Regions from separate parts of the Mus musculus genome. Here region 2 is linked to region 1. The links are chromatin contacts, called in public Hi-C maps. All regions are on one chromosome and are shown on one strand. Each heading gives the region's core, a stretch centred on a gene start, on an enhancer-like site or on the middle of the called end of the contact. The rest is flanking DNA. Distances are from core to core; before and after follow the strand shown.

What was found. Hi-C and Micro-C count contacts between places; a contact is called where the count stands out from the background.
Region 2: a contact with region 1 is called in a Hi-C map of the N1E-115 cell line, with 7 times the contacts expected there. The contact joins two enhancer-like sites. A contact is called at or near these places in 1 of 15 datasets of contacts at CTCF or cohesin (the NIH/3T3 cell line), 5 of 484 Hi-C or Micro-C datasets (the N1E-115 cell line and uterus) and 1 of 9 other capture datasets (adipose tissue).

Annotation. Positions count from the first base shown.
Region 1 is chr4:84,274,679-84,281,534 of GRCm38.p6, reverse strand. Bnc2 (basonuclin 2) reads left to right here. Exons shown (of 7, transcript NM_001369083.1): 7 at 5,088-6,856. The coding sequence ends at 5,748. Among named protein-coding and RNA genes, the nearest start is that of Gm33597, 57 kb to the right of the region's middle. Within about 2 kb of position 3,219, at least 4 of the 459 cell types and tissues checked have an H3K27ac peak or open chromatin away from gene starts, as enhancers often do. A contact at or near this core is called in the N1E-115 cell line, where this site is marked.
Region 2 is chr4:84,403,910-84,409,818 of GRCm38.p6, reverse strand. The region is part of intron 4 of Bnc2 (basonuclin 2); the gene reads left to right. Among named protein-coding and RNA genes, the nearest start is that of Gm33597, 190 kb to the right of the region's middle. Within about 2 kb of position 2,063, at least 31 of the 459 cell types and tissues checked have an H3K27ac peak or open chromatin away from gene starts, as enhancers often do. A contact at or near this core is called in the N1E-115 cell line, where this site is marked.

The sequences.
Region 1 (6,856 bases), core at 1,970-4,469:
CATATGTAATGACTTAATATACCATGTAGGATTGTGTAGTACCCTTGGAAATACTGTCAGCAGTTTATATAAGGGACTTTTAAGAATCTGTGAATTTTGGTTGGGGGTTTATGCTGACCTAATCCTTCAATGATACCAAGGGATGACTGCTAACACACACACACACACACACACACACACACACACACACACACATCATCATCATCATCAATTCATCATTATCTCCTCCTCCTCCTGTAGACTATGATCATTTTAGACAGTATTGAGAATATTTGGCATACATTTGTGGTAGATTACAAAGTGGAGCAAGAAAGTAAATGCAAAATGTAATCAACAGTGAAGCCTTACTTCCATTTTAACCAAAGAATTGTGTAATAATAATTCACTAAACTCAGAATGGCAAAAAAATAATTTAAAAGTAAGTATTGGACATTTTATATAATATATTAGCTTGATTCATGAATTTGTGAAATCAGTTTCTGACCAGCTGTCTTAATTACTTTCTACTGCTGTGATAAAATACATGAAGGGTCAAAGACCCTTAATGAAACATGGTTTTATTTACTTTAGAGTTCAAGGAATAGTCAACTCTGGTAGGAAAGTCGGTATAGCAAAAACCTGAAGCAGCTGCTTGCATCATATCCAGTCAGGAAGCAGAGACAGTAGATGCCTATGTTCAGCTTATTGTCTCGTTTTTATGCAGTGTAGCCTAGGGAATGGCACCACCCAGTGCAGGTGAATCTTCCCACTTCAATTAACCTAATTAAGGTAATCCCCACACACATGCTCAGAGGCCCATCTCTCAGGTGAGCCTGGATCTCTCTAGATTTCAGGTTGACAAGTGAGAGTAACCATCACATGAAAATGAACAACTAGCAATAAAACCACCTGTTCTTCCCCTGTATTTCAAAACCAAACTCAAACTCTGTTTTTTTTGTTTCCATTTTTGCTTGTCAGACATTACATTAGTTCACGTCGAGCATTTGAGCGAGAGGGGGAAATGAGAGCACAGCCTAGAGTGCTTGTTTTCTTTCCCTGGCTCTGGGCATTTGCTGCATCTTCTGTGCTCTGTGATTGATTGTACCACTAAGGTTTCCTCCAAGAAACAGAAAGGTACACAGCATGACTCTTTAGTCCAGAAGCTTAGGTGTTAGCACCCTGCCCCAATCTAAAACCTTACTACATTTTGACTTTTCTGGGTGTAAGTTTTGGCAGATTTGATGTTGAAGGCAGAAACTCAGAGAACATTTGTAACTCTGTGTGTAGCCCAGGGTAGATGAGTATTTTGAGCCTACGTTCTGTGGTGTGCCTTGAACTTTACTAGAGTGTCCACTTTTGCTCTGTCACTATCGTCATTACACAAACACGGGAAAAATGCTTCTGTCTCATGACTCTCTTCTGCGCTGGGTTGGGGAAACCTCGTGCCAGACTTGTATGTCTTACTGATTGGATGCGACCTGTTTTTCAAGGCTTCCACTTGTTCTCCTGTTCTCTGATGGGCTGACTTACAACGTATCTGTATTTTTGAAAGTATGGGCTAAATCTTAGGCCAGTGTATGAAGCCCTTTGTACCCATGATTTTTTTAAATCTCATTCCTTTTTTTTTTTGTATGTGCGGATAATCTTCTTCATAGCTGTATCTATCACCTGCTTACTCAAGGCAGGCAGAGGCAGCTTCTTATATTCTTCATGCTCTTAGTCTAAATGTTGACAAAATTTAAGTCTTCTCTTAAGGTAAATGTTTGGAACACTGGATTCCTTTCTTTTCAAAACCAAGCATTATCCTTGGATAATGGATCCTTGTGCTGGGCTCTTCCTATTTGCAGCAAGCTGTGCCCTCCCTCCTGTCTTTGGGCTTCTTTTCTCTCAGCATCTGATTGTCAGTAGTGAGTTCTTTCTGTCTTCCTTCTTTTTACCTCTTCAGTTTTGCTGATCCAATTAAACTTGTAATATTCTTCAAATGGCTATTAACCCCGGGTCTTTGAATCTCACGAGGACGGTATTTTTTATGACAGTCAGTGGTTTGAACTGACCGATTAGAGGGTCTGACAATAGGTCTTTGTTAAAGCCAAGCGGTCCATTTGGTAGAGTGAGAACGCTAACCTGAGGAACAGGACCAGTTCCTGCTAGGAACCTTGGTCAGCCCACTTTCCTGCTCTTCTTCCAACCCCAGCAATAGCATGGCAAAGACTCCCAAGTCCAAGGCATGGGGCTAAACCAGCAGGCTTCCCCCAGCCCATTCTCCTCACCCCATCCATGTGTTTTGCATATGGCATTTGGGAAGATTATTAAACAAAAATGAAATAGATTAAGAAGTGAACATAAAAGAATCAATTCTCTTGAACTGTGGTTGCATAATGGAAATCGACTGCTGTGAATGAACCCATGCACTGAAGTTATGAACAGCAAAGTTAATGCACTGCCATGAGTTCATCTTTATTATTACATTACACCTGAATCAATTGATAAAGTAGCTTTTTTTTTGTAAGCGAGAGATGGCACTTAATTGAATAAAAGTCAATGTAATTATATTAGCAGAGGCCAACAGTACTGCTGACAGCGGAAAAGGGACACTGTTGCACCGAGTGCCAGAGCTGGTCTCCACATTTCTGCACATCGTTTGGTTGACAGATATTGAGGGCTGGTACATCATCTAATTAGATTACAGTCCTCTTGTGCTGCATGTGAGAAATGAAGAGAAAAATCTCTTCCTGGTAACATATCAGTGGAGATGTGTAAATTCACAAGTCATCTTATGGCAGAGGTGTCCCTCTGGGTGATCAGCATACCCTCTTGTCAATGTTAATTTATTCTTTCCTATTCAGTCTGTCTTGATGCAACTTTTGTGTGTCTGGCTGCTGTTTTCTCAGCAGCGAACCTAGGAAGTGCAGTGACTGCGGATGTGTGAGCAACAGCACAGAGGTCTAGACTGCAGTCAGATGTGTGCTTATGAAACTCGGAAAGGGTGGGTGTTAAAAGTAATGAGTGACGATAGGGTTTCATGAGCTGCTTACAGTTGGCAGACTGTTTTATCAATAGAGGAGCGATACACATTTTAACTATCTCCACGTTCCTTCTTGTTAAGCCCTGGTGGTATGTGTCTCCCCCGCATGACATTCTAAGAACTTCATGGTAGGCACTTTCTGCACTCTGCTTAGCAGTGTACACTTGAGTCACCTGACACCAGGGACAAGTGGCAGGGGGGTGTTAGGGGAAGAGAGGGTGAATGTCAGAACAGGACTGTGGTGACAACATCTGTTTATCTACATTCATACATCCGCACACTGCATGCATCTGTTTGGAACTCATTTATGGATGATGCTGATGCTGTAAATTCGGTTTTAGCTCATTTGATTTATGGTTTTTGGAATATTCAGGTGATCTGAAAATCAAGACAACATACAGATGATCACTTATGACAGAAAATAATTTTGAGATCAGACAATTTAAATCCCTATTTTATTGTTTAAGTTTTTTAAAACCGGATGCCTAGAATGTGAATTTGTTTTCTCTCTCTCTTTCTCCCTCTCTCTCTCTCTCTTTCTCTCTCTCTCTCTCTGTCTCTCATTCTTGCTTTCTTTTGTGATCGATTTAGCAAAAGATTAGAAAGCTGATCTTATTGTCACAAGGTAAGCTCAGCCTTCCCAAGTGCAGCGTGGAGAGGGCTGCCCCCCTCTGCCCCCTCCACCCAGAGTGCTGATTGTCTCATGTGGAAAGGTGGGACACCTCTCCCTCCTTTCTGGTCCTGGAGGCACATACCTCTCACACATCTCTAGGAAATGTTAGCTATACTTGGTGCCAATTGAAGTGGCTTTTCATTATAAGTAGGAGGTCTCATGAAGTTAATGCTGGCCGTTTAGGTCATTTCTACTATCACAATTAACTTCTCTAAGATGCCAGCTTCTGACGCTGGCAAGTTTTATTTCCTGTTTCTATATCACTTTATTTTTTGGAGGGTAGCTTTCAATTTAGGGACTTGGCAAATATCTGAGCATTTGCAGGTGGAGAGAGGTATATGCCCAAGGGCGCTTTAAAAGTCAACGGGGGATGTAAATACAAGGCAATGTTTTCAGATAAACAGTGACATGGACTTTTCAAGTGAGATCCCTATAGATGCTCTGGGAATGAATCTCACCCTTTTAAACACAAGCAAAGCTTTCGGTGAGGTTTTGCTTGTCAAAGCAAGGGTTCTATTTGTCAAATAAAGGGAATATATGTCATTGTGTTTGAATTTTTTTAATTTACTGTGCATTAATTTTATCCTTTTGGATTTTTTATGGGGGGAGGTAGGGGCCGGATATTTTAGAAAATAGCAGCTTATGCTTTAAAGAATTAAACCTTGAAATAGCATTATTTTATGAAGACAGTTCAATACTATAAAATGTAGTAACTTTTGAAAAAATAAATGTATTTTACTATTAGATTTGACTGGAATTCCAGATAGGTTCAAGAAAGGATCTCTTAACTATTTGAAGTCACTAATTTGCTAAGACTTTTTTTTTTAACTATAAACATGAAATACAGGAGAGTGAGGAGGAAAATTTTTTTTTAAAGTTAAACCTAAATTACGTACACCATTTACGTTTTGAAAATGCTCATCTTTTTACACAGTATTTGCTGCACCAGGAACAGTTTATTTGCTGTTCTTTTCCGATTTTAAGTACATTTAGACTGTTCCATTGAGACGAGGAGAGAATTTCCATTCTTTTACCCTGTTTCATGTTTATTCTCCTGCTCTTATTTAATGTATAAGCTGTCTGCTGCGAGGTCCTCTGTGGCTGACACACTAACAGGAACAGCCATTGAGAAAAGAGTGCCGGGGTTTGCCTTCATCCTGCGCTCTCTCTCGAAGAACTTATTCATAAAAATTACTACGTTAATGGAAAGTCCCCCTTTCGCTCCTCCCACCTGCACTCACTCCCAGATCCTGAGGATGGAGGGGAATGCTTGCTTTTCTGATGGTGTAATTAGGAATGAATGTGCTTATTTGGTGCTTAATGAAAGTTGAATCAATTTTAAAATGCCCTCCTTTTTCTCCCCCCTCCCCACTCCCTGTGCGCCTCCCCCCTCCCCTCTTGTTTTCCTAGACACAGTGCCAATATAAACCTGCATCGTAAACTGTTGACCAAAGAACTGGATGACATGAGCCTGGACTCATCGCAGCCCTCCCTTAGCAAGGACCTCCGGGATGAATTTTTGATGAAGATCTATGGTGCCCAGCACCCTCTGGGGCTCGATGGCAGGGAAGATGCCTCCTCTCCCGCAGGGACTGAAGACTCCCACCTGAATGGGTACGGGAGAGGCATGGCAGAGGACTACATGGTCCTTGACCTGAGTACCACCTCCAGCCTCCAGTCCAGCAGCAGTGTCCATTCCTCCAGAGAGTCCGATGCAGGCAGCGATGAGGGGATTCTTCTCGACGACATCGATGGCGCGAGTGACAGTGGGGAATCCACTCACAAGGCCGAGGCCCCCACCCTCCCCGGCAGCCTCGGGGCTGAAGTTTCAGGATCTCTTATGTTCAGCAGTTTGTCTGGGAGCAATGGTGGGATCATGTGCAACATTTGCCACAAAATGTACAGCAACAAGGGGACCCTGCGGGTCCACTACAAAACTGTGCATTTGCGAGAGATGCATAAGTGCAAAGTCCCCGGCTGTAACATGATGTTCTCCTCTGTGCGAAGCCGAAACAGGCACAGCCAGAACCCCAATCTTCACAAAAACATTCCCTTCACTTCAATAGATTAGTCCCAGAACGGACACTCCAAATGCCAGCTCTCACCAGATGGCCTACATGTTTGAACTGCCATAGCCAGTGTGTGCTTCCGCAGTGGGGCACATATGTGTGTGTACATATGTGTGCCTCTGTGTCTACACTTGTGCACACACATACTTTCTTTTCTTTAGATAAAAATGATAAATACTAGGTGCTTTTGAAATTTTTTTCTTTTTCCTTTATAGTTTTGGGAGAGGGTGGATCTTTTACTTGGGGTAAAAACAAGAGTGCCCTTTTCAGCACACACACACACACACACACACACACACAAACACAACATAACACACAAAGTGTGCAACTAACCCCAATTTTGATAGGATAATTCTTGGTCTTCTCCAAAGAGACATTTTGTTGTACCTATGACTGTTGCCTGCAAAAACAATAAATAAATAAAAGGGGAAAAAAGAGAAAAGAAACAAAAAGGAACTTCTTACAGTTGTCTTTTGTGAACTTTAGGGTTTTGAGAGAGTCTTTAGTTAAAGCATGGCAGATTCACCTGTAAATATTTAGCCTTGAGAGGCCAATGATGTAAAGCAATTGTATTGATGGTTCTTTAACTCTCCTTTAATTTTGGCAGTTACATCCAGCTGTTAGATATGCAGGAAATAAATAGTTTGCTGGCTAGTTCTATTCATTTTTGTTAGCATTAATGCACATTTTCTTTAAAAAAAAAAACAACAAAAAAACAAAAAACAAAACATGGTCTTGTTTTTCCTAACCTGTTAGATGTAGTGGTAAAGCTGTGCTGGCATGCTTCACAGCACAGGTCTGATTTCTTAAAAATGTCCTGTACCAGTACGTAAATCCCATCATGCACTTTGTTCGTACGCTAAAGGGGATGTGTAATACCCAGGCTTCCTTTTACCCAGAAACTACCGCCATACTTCAAGGAGCATCTTTCTTTTAAAAAACAACCCACTGTATGAAAATGGTCTGGTCAGTAAAGGGCACAAATGCCCAACAAAAAGAGTATTAGTGTTAACACAAAACTGCCAACTTTGCACAAGTTTTCAGAAAAGAAAATACAATTAGTCACTCAACATAACCACATGCCAATTCTTTGGCCACCAGAAAACCGCT
Region 2 (5,909 bases), core at 814-3,313, 130 kb before region 1:
AAAACTGTCTCCATTTTAACTTTCCCAAAGCTGAATCAGTTCTGTGTTCCTGAGCTTGATAGATGTGTTAGAGGGACATTTGGATGGAACAGGAGACTCGATCCGTATAACACTCAGCTTACTGACCTTCACAGCAGGACGTGGGAGGACAGTTATTTTCCTTATAGACTGCTTTAGCCTTAAGGAAGGAAGTACCTGCCACCAAGCTAGTGAATGCTAAAGTTGTCATTGGCTTCCAGGTGATCTGCAGGAAGATGAGTGTCATTCCTTTGGCCGATGCCACCCTGTAAGAAAGACTGCTGTTACGCTGGGGCTTTGGGAGCTTTTCTTCAGTATGTTCTATAAGTGTGATTTCCTTTCCTTGCTTGCAGTTATTTAGGGAAATATAATCCCACATTGTTACTTGACTTAGTGCTTCATCAAACCTGATTTTTTTTCCATACCCATGTTTTATCTATACCTCTTAGCTCTTTCAGTGTAAAAATAAACAGGTTTGCATCATCTGGACTATCCATCACTTAATAGCATATTAAACATATATACGACATAAAGCATTTTCCCGTGGACTTTGGATCCTGTGACACATGAAATGCAAGGACAGTAGAGTTAAGTTAGAGTCATTTACCATCCTACTTTATGATTTACTATGCTGCGAGCCTTATTGCTTATATAGGTCACTGTTTACAGCATTTCTTGTAAAGATTTAATTTTAAAAGAATATGTGTGTGCATACATCTCACACACACACACACACACACACACACACACTATTGCAGTTGGAGTGGAAGACTATGAGTTCCGGTGCTTGTGGAAGCCAAAACAGGACACTGGATCTCCCCAAGTTGGAATTACAGGCAGTTATGAGCCTTCCTACGTGGGAGCTGGGAATGAAACTTGGGTCCTCTGCAAGAGTAGTGTGTGTAGTTACCTGCTGATCCACCTCTCCAGCCCTACTTCTAAATCTTGTATAATCAGCAGAAAGTGATTTTTGTTCTCAGTCTCATTAAGTTTGCATTCTCCCCTTTTACTTAATAGGTCTTCGTAGACTAGAGGCCCTTACTTAAATGGAAAGTATAAAATATCCACCAAAAAAAAGTTGTAGTTTTTTTTAATGTAAGTGTACATCACATAGATGTTGCTGGATTTCCTGTTTTTATTTACTAAACTCATAAATGTCAATTAAGTTTCTATTAAGACTCAGTATGTAAAATGAAATTTTAACCTAGGATCCAAGGCATTCTATAATCAAAACTCTTGGTTATGTTTGTCTTACATTTTGAATCAGGCGCTCTTGGAATTCTGTTTACAAATTCCACAAGTTTATTGTAGACATGGTGCCTTATAAAGACTTGAACAGGACAGATCAAAGTCAATACTTCCATATGAGAGGTCAAATGTCTTTATTATTTGTCTCAGTCTGTGTTAAGCTTACAATTTATGTAAATATCTATGAAAGGAGTTTGCCATCAGCCCCTACCTATCTTGTGTCTCCGTAGCTGTGGCTCATCTTCCTCAGCCAGTTTTCTTCTTCACATTGGAAAGTCTCCCATCCTCAGCAATAAAATGTCTGAAGTGTCTGTGCTCTCCTGTTCATTCTGAGAGACTTGACAGCACTGTCTGGAATCATGTATAGACTTCCCAGGATACATAGCACACTGAGAAGAAAACCGGACTTTCCTTTGTTACAGGAAGATAATGTTCTCACATATTCACCCACAGCACAGCTCTGGCCTTACTCTAACTGACATGGAGAAGGTCTGTCAGCAATTGTACTTTGGAAGAACATTTTTAGCAGGTGTTTAGGACTTGGTGAACTGTAACAGCACACTACTAGGCTGGGTGCTTCTTAGCATAGTGCAGTGATGATAGTCTGACCAAAGGTGGAAGGTTGGCCATTTAAGAAAATGCTTCTAGATTGTTACAGTGTTCCAGAACCTGGCTGTGCCTAGCCTCAGATCCTTTCCTTAGAGGAACCAGCTTTTGCTGTCCCGGCATTCTGTTCTGCTGTCTCCATGAGGAAAGTCCTTGAACATTTCTGTACTTGCTTCACTTGAGTGAAAACAAAGCCATTTCCTGCCTGGCACAGGAGACTGTTGCTTGACCTGGGGGCACAGTGCCCTCTCCTGCCTCTCTCCTCTCCTCCCTGATTGGAGCTGATAAGCCATAAAGGGAGGACATCCTGATGTAAAGGCCTGTGCTTGATTAATGGCTCTGGCTGCTCTCTCATCGCATCCCTCAGCTGCGGGTTCCCTTGCTTTCTCAGCCTACCCACCTTCTGCATGTTGCTTTAAACTCCTTCAATTTTCTTTTAGCATCGTTCAAACAGTGCCTCCTTTTCAAAGTCCTGGGCCATCTGCCTGCTAGCTTCTCAGATATGTTGTCACGTGATGCAGGATGAGTGTTGCAAGATCTTGTGTCCTAAGTACTGTCAGTGCTGATTTACTGGTCAGGGGCTTCCTGGGTGAAACTGACGTTTTCAGAACTCTCTTTCTCAGACTGTGACAAAGCTCTACATCAGTTAAAGGGAGGATGCTAGAGAGAGAGTTAAAGGGACAGCTGTTGAATAAGGAGCTTGCAGCTTGTTCTAGCTCTGACTGTTGGAACCATTTCCAGGTTATTTAATTAAGTTTTTCTCATTTTTTTTTTCTGTGAAGATATCTATATGATTTGTACATAGTAAAAGCCTGGTGAAGTGTTAGTTGTTTTAATTACTGAATCAAAATAACAGATATATCAAAGTTGACTAGTTAAAAGATAGCTGTAGGCAGACTAATGTATTTCCTGTGTTCTGGTTCTTTTATGTGCAAATTCAAATAATAATAGGAATGCGCCTAAATATCACAGTGGCTTGAAGGAAGATAAAATGAGTGGGGAGTTACCCTAATGTTCTGGCATAAGCATTTTAGCTCAAATCCTATGTAGTCAATGCGGTAATTCTAAACATGAACAGTCATGAGACTGTCTAAGAGTTTTAGCCCTTGGGAGGTAGAGGCAGGAGAATCAGCCATTCATGGTCATTCTCAGCTTCATGGTGAGTTTGAGCACAGCCTGGAATACTTGAGACCCCATCTCAGAGACAAAAACAGAGTCTTTCAAAGTGCAGTGTGGAAGGGGGTGTGCTTCAGAGTGGAGTTTTGTACCGGTTTATCTTGGCTGTGAGGCCCAGAGCTCTTCAGGGGCAGTCTCCTCGTCCAAGAACTCTAGGGCAGCTGTGTGGGCCTCATTTGAACAGAAGCAGAGACAAAGTTACTCCAGACAACTTTATCCCAGACCACTGTGAAGTCTCACTAGAGCTTCCCGGTTTTTGAGAAGTAGAGAGCAGTGCATTATGTGTTGAAAACCAAAGAGATTAAACTGAGGAAGAGCTGCCCTTGCTTATCTTCACACCTCTCCTTCTGCGTGTGAATACTTTGATAGGCTCACTACTTTATCATTTTATTGCATTTTATTACATCATAAATTTTTATATCTTGCTAACGATCCTACAGGAAGCTTAATTGTTTATAGGAACATCTTAATTAACTAGAGTTCACCATGTTAAGCGGAACACAAATTGAAGGGGTGATAAATGAAACACCCTCCGTTCCTCTCCTTTTATCGGATGCACTATTCACATAAACTAGCATCTTCCCCCAGGTTGTAAGGACTGGTTCCTAAGCATTCTGTGCTGATGCTCCCCACCATTCTCTCTCTACTGGACCATAATGGCTGACTTCCTCCAACCTCCCTCTACTCCTCTATGGAACTGTGATCAGAGAAGAGTACTCTCACAGAGAATTCTGACCTGTATGCTGTATGCTGAGGGTCCTGAAATACTGTTTTTGCATCCCATTCTTTCCTAAGTACTTGCCTTCTTCAGATCATCCCAAAGCAGATTACTGTGTGCTAGAAAGTGAATCCCCGAGCAGATGATATGATAAGCGGGGGGGGGGGGGGGGGGTGGGTGTTGTTGCTGGTAAGAGGTCCAGTAGCTCTCTCATGGTCTCCTTTTTGGCTCTCTAGTAGAAATGGAATCCCCACGTTGACCTTTCGGCTTTCCTGACTTGTTGATGATGAATTGGTGACGGTAAACATGGGGTCTCAAACCTGTCTACCTTAAAGGACAGTTTATCTGGCCTTCGATTTAGTAGGCCAACAAGTGTGAAGGCAATTCTAGGCCTGGCTGTTGAAGAAAAACACTTCTTTTGAGCCCTTGAAATAAGGCAAGTTCAAGCTCAGATGTGCTGTAAGTGTAAACCAGATTTTGGAGAGCCTGTCTTAAAAAAAACTAGGTTGTAAAATTATCAGTAAGAAGTATTCTGTCTAGTTACATACCAGCATCTCTGTTAGATCTAAGAAAAATTTCTAAAGTTGTATCATGTTTGCTTTTTTTACTTTCCTCAGTGAAAATTGAAAAACTTTTAAAAAGTATGTTGAGGCCTGGGGCTGTAGTTCAGCTGGTACTGGTCTTGCTTGCCCTGCACAAAGTACTAGATTCCCCAACACCACATAAAGCAGGGCAAGTCTACAATTCCTGTGCTCAGGAGGTAGAAGCTGGAGGATCGATTGTTCAAGGTCATCCTTCCTCTCATAGTTAGTTCAAGGCCAAACTCTAGAATCCTCTTTCTATAGCCATGCTGTGATAGGCTATCTGTGCATAACATAAACTTAGATAACCCAGTCTTAGGTTGAAAATGGATTACTAGCAGAGTGGTTAGAACTGATCGGACAACCAGAAAGCCTCAGTTCAGGCTCTAGTCTCTCTTTGGTCACTGTGAAGTCTCCCTAGAGCTTCCCATTGTAGCATTTCCACAGTATGGGACTTGTGTGGCCTTTCCTGTGGTACCCTGTTCATGCCTGAGGAGCAATTCCCCACTGAGTGTCTCCTACAGGAGGCAAGTCTCCCTGTGAAGCCACCCTCCTACTGTGCCAGGGAGCCAGGAGGGGACACTTCATCTTTATGATGCTCTGGTATCAGAAGCCCTAGCTTCTGTGTGTTATGTGAGACAGTGGTTTATGGAAATTTATTTTTCTGTAAGTCTCTGATCTCTGGTTGCCTGCGTCTTTAGCAGAAGCCCCTTGCTGTGGCCTGCAAGGCTGCAGGGTCCTTATCTGAATTCCCATTTTTTAATTCGTTTCTCTTTTGAGTCTTCACTCTGATTTTTCTTTTAATTTTTCTCTGAATCTTTAGACAACAAAGTAAGTGAGAGCGGTATAGAAGGTTTTATAGCTCCACTACCTAGGAAGTACATTTTAAAGACATTAACTTTGCTCGATCATTAACAGATGTTGGTCCTTTTGTTCTATTTAGAAGTTGTAGTCTAGAGTCAAATAACTATTTGAGTTGGTAGTTCTTTCAGACTCCTTTTCCTGCAGTAATATGAGAGTAAGACATTCTTGCTTCCCTCCTTGGCTGATGATGCTTTTTACTATCAGTAAAAATTAAAAAACAAATCAAGTTCTAACATAAAAGAAAACACCTGTTTGGCTTGGAGAACTTGGCTAGGGAGAGCCTTTTTCTGACATGCCAAACGCGACCATCACAGGGCCCCTGAAAAGGGGTCTTTTTTTTTTTTTCTGTCTCTATTTCATGTGAGCATTGGCAGAAACTCTGACAAGCAGTTCTTCATATTTTATTACGTTCTTGTCTGCAGAATCTCTGTCAGGCAAAAACCTTGTCAGCGGAAAACCTGTCGTAGGATCAGAGGAGACAAAAACAGGTGTCACACAGGCAGTCAAAACTGAAGGAAAAAAAAGATTAGGCTAAAGAGAAAGAGGCAGACAATTACATTAATGCCATTGCTTTTATCTTATAGATGTGTGTTATTATCTCGGGGTGCTGAGTGCGCAATTGCCTCACAGAAATGTAGACAGGAGACAAGGGGAAACTTGATAGTTATTAACTGAAGAGGCAGTGTGTCAAAGCTGGA